Regions from separate parts of the Zea mays genome. Here region 1 is linked to region 2. The links are chromatin contacts, called in public Hi-C maps. All regions are on one chromosome and are shown on one strand. The core of a region is the stretch at or near the end of the contact, and the rest is flanking DNA. Distances in the headings are between cores, read along the strand shown. Region 1 holds the start of LOC103630515 (cation/H(+) antiporter 15). Region 2 holds the start of LOC100275714.

Region 1 (5,059 bases), core at 896-3,395, 190 kb after region 2:
CACGAGGTGCAGCGCGTAGATGAAGATGGGGGAGCGCTTGGTTGGGTTAGACAGCTCCAGCAGCGAGATGATGGACGGCACGTTGCGAGTGGTGTGCACGCACGCCAGCATGCGCAGCTCGGAGTCGTGCTTGGACCGCTGCAGGTTGCGCCGCTTGTAGCCGACCAACCGCCGCGCCGGGCGGTACACCGTCGTCACCACCGGCGTCACGAGCGCCGTCATCGCCACAGACACCAGCACCATCACCGCGAACGACTCATCATCCAGCACCTGGTTTTATTTCTGTCTGTGGTCATCCAGTCCAATAATGGCAGTTGATGAATGAAATACTGAAATGACGTGGAGGAGTTGACTACTGACCTCCTTGTCCCTTCCGATGTTGAGGACGATCATCTCCACGAGCCCTCTGGTGTTCATGAGAAAGCCGAGGGCGACGCCGTCGCGGAAGGTCATGGTGTAAGAGACAGCGATAAGGATGGTGCCCATGACCTTGGCGAAGCTGGCCATGGTGAACACGAGCACGAGGAGCCCCACGGTAACGGGGTCGTGCACCCGGGTAATGTTGGTGCGGAGGCCGCTGATGGCGAAGAAGAGCGGGAGGAGCAGCCCGGTGACGAAGTCCTCGAGCTTCTCGATGAGCACGACGCCCAGCTGCCCGCTGGGTATGACCAGGCCGTAGACGAACGCGCCGAACACCGAGTGGATGCCGATGGCGTCGGTGCAGACCCCGGCGATCATGACGCCGGTGAGCACGAGCATCACGTGCACGTCGCTGATGGCCTCGCCCTCGGGGACGCGGCGGACGATCCACCTCATTAGCGGGCGCACGACGTAGAAGCAGGCGAGCACGAAGAGGACCCCGGAGAGGAGCACCCACAGGGAGGAGAAGGCAGAGCTGTTGACCTCGGAGATGGCGATGGCGAGCGCGAGCAGGATCCACGCGCACATGTCGTTGACGATGGCGGCGGACATGGCGATGCGGCCGAGGTCGGAGTTGAGCAGCTTGATCTCGGCGAGGATGCGGGCCAGCACCGGGAACGCGGTCACGGAGAGCGCGACGCCGAGGAAGAGGAGGAAGGAGGCCTGGTGCACGTTCTTGGACACCTGGTGCCGGAAGATGAAGGACGTGGCGGTGCCGATGCAGAAGGGCAGCGCCATCCCCGCCACGGCAATGATGAGGGCCTTCTTCCCCGACCGCCTGATGACGTTGACGTCCATCTCGAGGCCGACCAGGAAGAGGAAGTAGAGGAGGCCGAGGTGTGCCACCGTCTCCAGCGTCAGCAAGCTCCGCACCGGGAACACCGTGCTCGCCCAGACATCCACCTGCCCCATCACGGACGGCCCAAGGATCACGCCGGCCTGCGTACATCACGGCAACCAGCTGATCACTGACGCATGGCCTTTGGATTCGCGTCTCTATCTCGCCGGTGCATGCAATTGCAATAGCAGCACCAAAACCAATCAGCAGCTCAGTCTTACGCACGAGGATCTCAGCGATGACGCGGGGCTGGCGGATGGGCTTGAGGAGGAGGACGAGGAGGCGGGTGGTGGCGACGATGATGGCCGTCTGAAGGATGAAGAGCGGGAGCGAGAACTCCAGCGGGTTGGCCCCCTGCCAGATGCCGTGGGCCGTCACCATCATCGGCGAGTAGCACACGACCGAGGCGGCGCTGGAAATGTTGTTGCCCAGCGCCACCTGCGCCGTGGCGTTCCTCGGCGGCAGCAAGCCGGCCGTCCCCGCCGCTGGCACCTCTGTGGCCATCCCGGCGCATGGGAGAGCGTGACCAGAGCGTCGTGGCGAGCTAGCACAGTGGGAAGGGACGAAAGGTTCGGGAGGGATTGCGTCCAGTGAGCAGAAATGGGCCCGAGCGTGGAAAGTGGCCGAGGCCGGAGCGAGGACACGCGTGGCAGTGGTTTCTAGAGTAACTGCTAAATTTTGGCCGGCTCTCCGGGGAGTTTGCGCTTTCCGTTGCCTAATTTTTTACGACCGCAGCTTCGTTCTACTATTCTGCACTGAGTCTGAGTGATACGAACACACTTGTACAAGGCATATACGCTCATATTTAAAAGGAGTGCTTCGCTTGATTATCCAGCCAATTAATTTTGAGATCAATGCCTTGGACTAGGCTTAACTTTAATTACATACAAATATAGATGCTACAGAGGCTCAAAAATGTAATTCTCCTTATATCATCAATATACTAAAACTTACTTCGTTGGTTTAGACCCTGTTTGAGAACAATGTTTTTTAAAAAAAAACACAGTTTTTGAAATATTATAGTATACTTTAGTCATAACAATGTCATAGTTTAAAATTCTAAATGCAACACAGCTTAGATCTCACATAGTGGCACCGGATAACCGTTTAACTCACTACATGATCCCACTTAGTAGTATGACTATCTAAATTCTATACTAAATCTGACCAAACATTTCTTTACTCAACCTTTGACCGATAAAATGAAATACTAACAATGTTTGGTTAGATTTAGGATAGAATTCTACCCTAAATCTGACCAAACATTTTGTAGTATTATACAAATGCACTTTGCCTTACGCGTTCGATTTCATCTTCTTCAATGGTGATGCCACACAAACATCCACCTTCACCGAGCCACTTGTAATGAACGTGAGTCGTCTATGATACTCGATACCTCGTAAATGACATGGTCTACTTCATGTCATCGTTTTGTCTTATTGGTCTATCGATTGTAACTTCGCTTGCTCTTTATGGTTGCCTTGATCCACCAGTGCCAAATTCTCTACTCGTGCTTCATCATCTCAACAGTCCATTATCCCCGAGCATCTACATGCCCATCACACTTGCAACTCCTCGTTCTATCATAGCCAAGACATGTCTATCTTGATATTCACTAGCTAGCCACATATTATCATGCCATGTCTCATATGCAATAAGCTTCTCCACCAGTTGAGCACTTGTAAGTAAGAGGTGGTAATGGGCTATAAAATTTACAATATAAAACTTAAGGATCGAATCGGATTAGAATCATGCTATATTTCTATTTATTTTTAAACTAAAATTATTCTAAGGACTTAAACAGCTAGTAAAGAAAAATTTGAATCGTGATCCATTATCACCCCTACTCGGGAGGTAACTAAGTCGTCTCTTTTATCTTGGCTGACTGGCTGTGTTGACACTAATGCATTTATGGACTAATCGTATGTATATATCATATAAAACACATATTAGTCTACATATATTGTCACTCAATCACTGAAAGTAAACTATAGACTTTCACCGTGCAGTGCTCAACCAGACCACGAGCTGCATGCATGGCCATCTATAAAATAAATGAGGCGGCTCCGGCTGATGAACCTGCTCTGGTTCCGGAAGATCTGCAAGGGGATGGTGAAGAGACTCTCTGCAGGGTGTGAGCGCGAAAAACGGATTAGGGCGCCGTAGCATTGACGGTTTTGTTGGTGCCCTTTTTTATAGTGTCCTGTGTGGGATGTGGACCCAAAGTGGTGTCCGTGTTCTATTTGTTTTTGGGCCTCCGTGTTTACGTCGTCGGCTATTTGCATTACAGTTTTCAGTAGTGTCACGCAGCCACTTTTCGTGGCCCGCTTTCTCATTTTCCTGGCCTGGGTCCAATCCAATAAACCGCTTCGACAAGCTCACTTCGCCCGCCTCCCGCGTGCGCGCGCCTGCATGCGGCGCAAAGCCTCACTACTCTGTAGTACAAATTTACTAGTCCGCTGATGTGCAGCGGATGGAAGCATACGTACTCGCTGTCCGATGTATGTATGTATGTATTGTCTATTAAGCCACCTTTGACGCGACAAGATGATGCAGGGAACTTTTTCTCGCAAACATTTTACGCAAACATTTTACCTTGAGTTGATTTAGAAAAAATATAAAGATCTTTTTTAAAAAGATAATACAGGCGTTGAAACTGATTAAGTACAGTAGAGATGTATACATCTATTGTCTATTATTGTCTAAGCCACCTTTGACGCGGCATCGGGCGAGGGGGCAGCCCAAATCCTAGTCCTAGTGTTTAGGTCCTGCAGCTTGTCGTCTAGTCAAGCTCGCTTAGCGGATTAGCCCGTCCAGCTGCTAGCTTGCTCTGTCGGCGCTACATGTGTCTACCTGGAAGGGAGTCACCGGTCATGCACGTATGTACGTGTGCACACTTGCGATTGCGATGTTTATTGACTTGATTACTACCACTACGTACTAGGATAATCTTGTCATCACAACCTATGCACGCGTAACGCGTTTATTAATTATTTTGTAATTTATATGGATATATATACTCCATGTACAGCTGATTCACGAGTACGTACGTCGCCGCTGGAAGGGCCATAGCGCGTGCGTGTATCAGCTGCTAGATCGAGTTTGGTTTGGTTGTACTTGTACAGTTGTACTCATCACCGGCCGGCTGTTTTCCGTATCTCTCTGTACGTAGTACAAACTCCTCATAAACTCTGCACATACAGACAGTCGATGGATTTCAGGCGTTACGCGGAGTACGCTGCTGGCATGCCGCTGGCCGGTTAATTTGTTTGTTGCTCACCGCCCGTATATATCCACCTGCTCGATGGTTTGGTTGGAGATAGAGGCATGAACTAGCCTAGATTTGTTTCTAGTTAGGACTTATTTGTTTCAGCTTATAGATCATATAATCTAGATTCACTATCGGATATAGCTGTTCTTAAAAAACACTCTGCAAACTCTTTGCTAAGTGTGATTCTCAGCAAAAAGGACTCGACGAACTGTACATTGACAACAGGTTCTTTGAAAAGTATTTTTTTGTCGGACATTCGACATTCGACAAAGTCATTGCCGAGTGCAAGTAGTTACTTGGCAAACAAAAGTACTAGGCTCTCGGCAAAGTAGGTACTCTGCAAACAAAAGCACATCGGAAGGTTTCACGAGCGTCGCGCATCAGAACCGATGAATAATGGAATTCTATTGATTAGTGTTCTCATTAGCGCATAAGAGAGCAATTAGTGTGCACTCATTGAGCTTGCTAGTGTCAAATGAGAATTTGTGCTTATTACTCTTGGTATTTAGGGTGCAAAACTCTTTGTCACA
Region 2 (5,144 bases), core at 1,960-4,459:
GGTCCTACGATTGTTGGACAAGAATACAATGCAAGATGATCGTTCACGGACAGGGTCTAATCTATTTTGCAAAAGAACAATCACTGCATGCTCGTCTACGTATACCACCAGTACAACTCTGTTTTTTATTACAATTTTTGTTCAGGGAAATGCAAAACGGCATGAGTTTTCCGGTTTGTTCAGGGAAATTCTTGATCAGAGTTCAGGTGCACAAGAAATCCTACCTAGGACGAGTGCAAGGAGGAGGGGAGAATGGAGCACACCTGCAGCGGGCTACTCGGCTCGACGTCGCATTGGGCTTGGGCCCCCGCCGCCGCCGGAGCGGCGGGTAAGCGCTCGCCGATGGAAGGCAGCGTTAGGTCCCCGGGCGCGGCGGGCGAGGCCAGGGGAGAGGGGCGTTCGGGGCGGCGGCTGTCGTCCGCGAACCGTGTGGCGCGCGGGGACGCGATGGCCGGCGACGCGGAGCCGCCCGACGACGCCTGGCGGTGGTCCTCGACGAAGGTGGCCGAGCGCTGGATGCCCTGCTTCCGACGGTACGCCATCACCGAGACGTCGCGCGCGGTCGCACGCACGCAGACGGGGGTGGAGAGTGGAGCCTGGCGCTCTGCGTACCGTTTCTTGGGTGGAGCGGGCTCCTGGGGCGACGACGAGCTCTTTCCGGGGCTCTCCCGTTCCGCGGGACGGGAGCGGTGGTTGTGTCGTGGCCGTTATTTTTGGTAACGAACTCAGCCCGCGTTTTCAGGCCGCGCGAGTTTCTGTAGCGTGGCACCATGACCGGCCGGCAAGGAGCTGTGCCTGTGCATGGTTATTGGTTGCTTACAATACAATCATGAAATGACCGAGTCAGCGTTGTTACTCTGACGCTTGCACGGATGGCAGAGTTCTGAGTTCAATATGCTGAAAAATGCGTTAAATAGCAATTTTTAAATACATAATATAAAAAGTATTTAAGGTTCATCCATCTGGCATCAGGCCGTCGAAAATAAAACGGCCACCAGAAGTCCTCTGTATTCCTGTTGTGTGGAGTGGCGAAGCCTGAAACCTCCGACAACTTCCTCTGCCCTCACTTCCTCCGTGTAGTCGCCGGTGAGCAGGTTGAGGCACAGGTAGAAGGCACGGGTTGGCCATTGGCCTGGAGGAGTCCATTCTGATGCTACGACGAAGGAGGCGGCGGAGACAGGCCGACGGTGGGCGTGGCACGATGCCGGGGAGGAGGCAGCTCGGCATCGGCGGATAGCGTACGCTCGCCTCCGGCCATTGCACCTGTTCAGCCACGTGGCTGTGACGGGCGCCGCCTCATACACTACTCGCTAGTTTGAGAGTCCAAAAATCAAAGGAGATTGAACCGGCTAAAATTTCCTTCTTATTTAAAATTAAATAAGAAGAGAATTTTAGTCCCTCCAACCATCTTCGGTTTTTGAACTCCCAAACTAGTCTTACAAGTTGTCACCCTCCCTATCGCCGTAAAGGAGGTGTTGTCACGAATGAAGAGCCTGCAATGAGTATGGAATCGTCTGCAACATGTATAGAACAAACGATGTATTTGAGACGACGTGGACGAGGACGAGTTAAATAGCCACTTGGAGTTAGACGCATTACTCCGTGTGTTCTTTTTATTTATCACATTTTAATTTAAAAATAAACATGCGGTCGATGAATATTGGAGAGTGCAGCTAGTACTATAATATATACCATGTGTTTGGTTTCGTGCAGAGGTTAAGCCCGGCGCACGAGAGCCTGGGCCGCCAGGTACGCCCGATATGATCTTCCCCACACATGCAGTCAAGAGCCCCTTTTTTAGCCTGTGCTGCATGGGCGGATGCAGCCCATGCCCCCTGCATACAGGTTAACAAAGAAAAGCCTACGCTTAGCCAATACATACGAAGGATCTGGCCAAGCGCGTCCACATAACAAAACACGCAGATAGAGTCTGAGCAAAACTAGCACACTGGAGTGTCCATGTGGCCCCGTTTTTTACTGGCCCCTCGATCTCATCCCGACGGTTCAGCTGCCTGCGGTGCGGGTGCTTGACTTTGTCCTACCGTTTACTTAGCAGAACACGTCCTCTTCGCTGTAGGAAGGAAAATGCATCGTATTCTTTGTGCTGCGTGACTACTATCCAGCTTCAGCAGGCCTCTTTGGGCTGCCTCTGTCGTGATGAGCTGCAACGAGTTCGCTGGCTCCCTGGTGGTGGCATCCATGTCGAACACTCGAACTCGACGTCCGCGATGAAGGACCTCAATTCCAAGAAGAGGAAGGCGACCACAGCGACAAGGGTGAAGGCAACCCCTCCACCATTCTAGCCTCTGGACCACATCGACCTGAGTGGAACCAAGGCGATGTTGTTGCACGCCGGGTGTGCGAACGCGACACCCGTGACGGCGCCGGACATCGCGTTACCGGTGAGATCACCTGTAGTGCGGAGAGTGCGGCCAGCGCCACGGCGCTCAGCGTCCCGAACAAAGAATTGCTGCAGGTCACAATAGACCAGACTACCAGAGCGACGATAGCAGCGACCCTGCCACAAGGAGCAGCGACCCACTAAGTAGATCAAACACATAGGACACACAGATATAATTTCGAAAACTCTTCAATGCGAATGGAAAAAATCATGGGTGCCGATCAGCAACAATCTCACCATTTTTCAGATGTTTACATATCACAGAAGATTTACAATTGAGATAACTATCTCCTACGACTTATAAGAATATTTATATCTGAGTAGTGAACACACGACAATATCTGAGAGAGTGTTGCGTGTAGGGCGAGGTCAGAGTTACAGGCATTTAGGGCGTGTTTGCGATCCTGTGCCGGGCCGGCTCGGCCCGTTCAACTGGTCCAGACTGAGGCTAGTCTGTTCCGGTTACTGTAACTCACTTTGTTTGTGCACTTGTACCGTATAAGCCTAGCTCAGACGAGCTGTTGTTTGTCACCCAGTAAATCATCGGACTAGAAGGCTAAAACTAACTAAACGTGGAAACCTTACACCATAAGCAGCCAGACTCCCAGGAAAACGGACATTGATCTCGTTTTTGTGGAGTCAGTCTAAGAGGTTAAATTTGTAGATGCACAGTCAGGCTCCCGAGCAAGTTAGACGACGCAAACACGAGAATTGTAGCCCGGAAGCGCAGCCAGGCCGGTGGGCCATGGCGGCAAACACGCACTTAATAAAAGTAGTATAGATTAGGTGCTGTCCGAAGCACACCTCACGGCACGGCTGACGGGCCTTTCCGTTCCGCCGCTCGCATTCTCCCAACCCTCACCAACGGCTAAATGCTTGGAGGTATATCGTCGAACACCTGACTTGCGTTGCGTGACAGCGCACCCCGAGACCCCGATAAGATGTGGCGGCTCTCTTCGGCCGCGGCGCTCCTCCGACGCTCGCTCGCCGCCACCGCGCGCCTCTCCGTTCCGGTACTGCCCTTATCTGCTTTACCCATTTTTTGTGATTTCAGCAAAAGAAATTCCGCCGCGGTGCTTGGTTAGCGCGGACCTGTCACGAATTCGAGAATCAAGTACAGCCTCACTTGAATCCAAGCACTTGCTAGAACGTGCGCTGCACGGCTAGATTACTACCTCGCTGAGGGGTTGATTGATTCCTTGCGATTTCAGCTCAGCGTGAATTAAGATTCCTGTGACGGATTATCTAGTAGACTTAGTGTCTTTTCTTAGCAACCAGGATCCGATCCTTGGTCCGGTTGTTGAACGTTTGAATAAGTTATTTCCTTTTTCTTTTTTTCACCTATGCTGTTTTTATTGTGGTAGCCGGTACTCAAAATGGTGAAATGATATCAGAAGTTTCATTTATTTTTTACATCCAGAGGTATTTGATGCGTGCCTTGCTCGTGGTACAGCCCACTGCACGCACTAATTCACCCATGGCTGTGCGTTGCCTACAACAGTGTGGTTCAGATAACACCGACGATGACAGGGTCATTCAGGCGTTTAAGCGGTGCTGCTCAACCAGTGCAAGCAGTGGTGTTTCAGATGCATCACCATGTGCTGCTTATGTCGAGAACCTCTGCAGATCTGGCAATCTTGTTGATGCTGTTCGTGTTCTTCGACATCTGCATGACGAGCAGATCCATGTCGGCCTGCACACCTTTAATATGTTACTGCAACACACAGCTGAAGCAAACATCTTTACTCTTTTTGCCAAGGTATTCAGGTACCTGCTGCTTTCAGAACTTACTCCTGATTCAACTTCATATATGAATGTTGCATTGGCCCTCCAGAAGTTGGATGACTGTGAAATGATACTCAAATTTGTAAGAGAAATTTTGGAAATCACACACTCTAGAGATGCTACAGTTATGAATCGCATTATCTTTGCCACAGCCAAATACGGACACATTGATAAAAGTTTGGTCATTTTCGAAGAGTTGAAGAAATATGAAACCAGCTTGGATGTTGTCACGTTCAACACTGTTTTGGACATGCTAGGGAAAGCTGGACGGGTGGACCAAATGCTTGGTGAGGTGAAGCTAATGGAAAAACTTAGGCATTTTCCTGACATTGTGACATACAATACACTAATAAACTGCATGCGAAGGCTTGGTAGACTAGATTTGTGCAAAAGGTTTGCTTTGGAAATGGTAGAGAGAGGCATCACTCCAGATTTGAGGACATATACTGCACTAATTGATAGTTTTGGACGGTCTGGCCATATTACTGAAGCCCTGGAAATGTTTCACGAGATGAAAAAGTCGCACCAACCTTCAGTTTATGTCTACCGTGCATTGACAAGCAACTTGAAAAAGGCTGGACATTTTGAACTAGCACAAAAGCTCACCGAGGATATGAATTCAAGTGCTTCAGAGTTAATAGGCCCAGAAGATTTCAAGCCAAATAATAAGGGTATAAGGTTTAGAAAAAATGGCTAAGAGGTCACTGGTTGATTTTTGAGGCCTGAATTCTTTTTATTTGCGCTATGTGCTCACCCGTAGTCCCATACTGCTATAGATTCTGGCGTTGGTTGGAATGTTTTGGAGAATGAAGCTCAAAGAATTAGAGAGATACAAAGCTTTAAGATGGCAGAAGCATGATGGTTAGGCAGACATGCAGTGATACAGGGTCAAGAGGACCTACTGACCTGAATGGGCATTTTTGCTGCATCATTTTAAGCAGCTCACGAGTCACGAGAA

The links. Hi-C and Micro-C count contacts between places; a contact is called where the count stands out from the background.
Region 1: a Hi-C map of leaf shows a contact between it and region 2, with 6 times the contacts expected there. The contact joins the promoter of LOC103630515 here to the promoter of LOC100275714 in region 2. A contact is called at or near these places in 2 of 25 Hi-C or Micro-C datasets (endosperm and leaf).

What each region holds. Positions count from the first base shown.
Region 1 is chr6:166,419,250-166,424,308 of Zm-B73-REFERENCE-NAM-5.0, forward strand. LOC103630515 (cation/H(+) antiporter 15) reads right to left here and starts at 2,146. Exons shown (of 3, transcript XM_008651579.3): 1 at 1,484-2,146; 2 at 361-1,359; 3 at 1-270. The coding sequence starts at 1,762.
Region 2 is chr6:166,227,012-166,232,155 of Zm-B73-REFERENCE-NAM-5.0, forward strand. It overlaps LOC100275714, which reads left to right and starts at 3,210. Exons shown (of 2, transcript NM_001149739.1): 1 at 3,210-3,414; 2 at 3,822-5,144. The coding sequence starts at 3,343. The coding sequence ends at 4,883. LOC103630511 reads right to left here and starts at 713. Exons shown (of 6, transcript XM_008651576.4): 1 at 264-713; 2 at 1-4. The coding sequence starts at 542.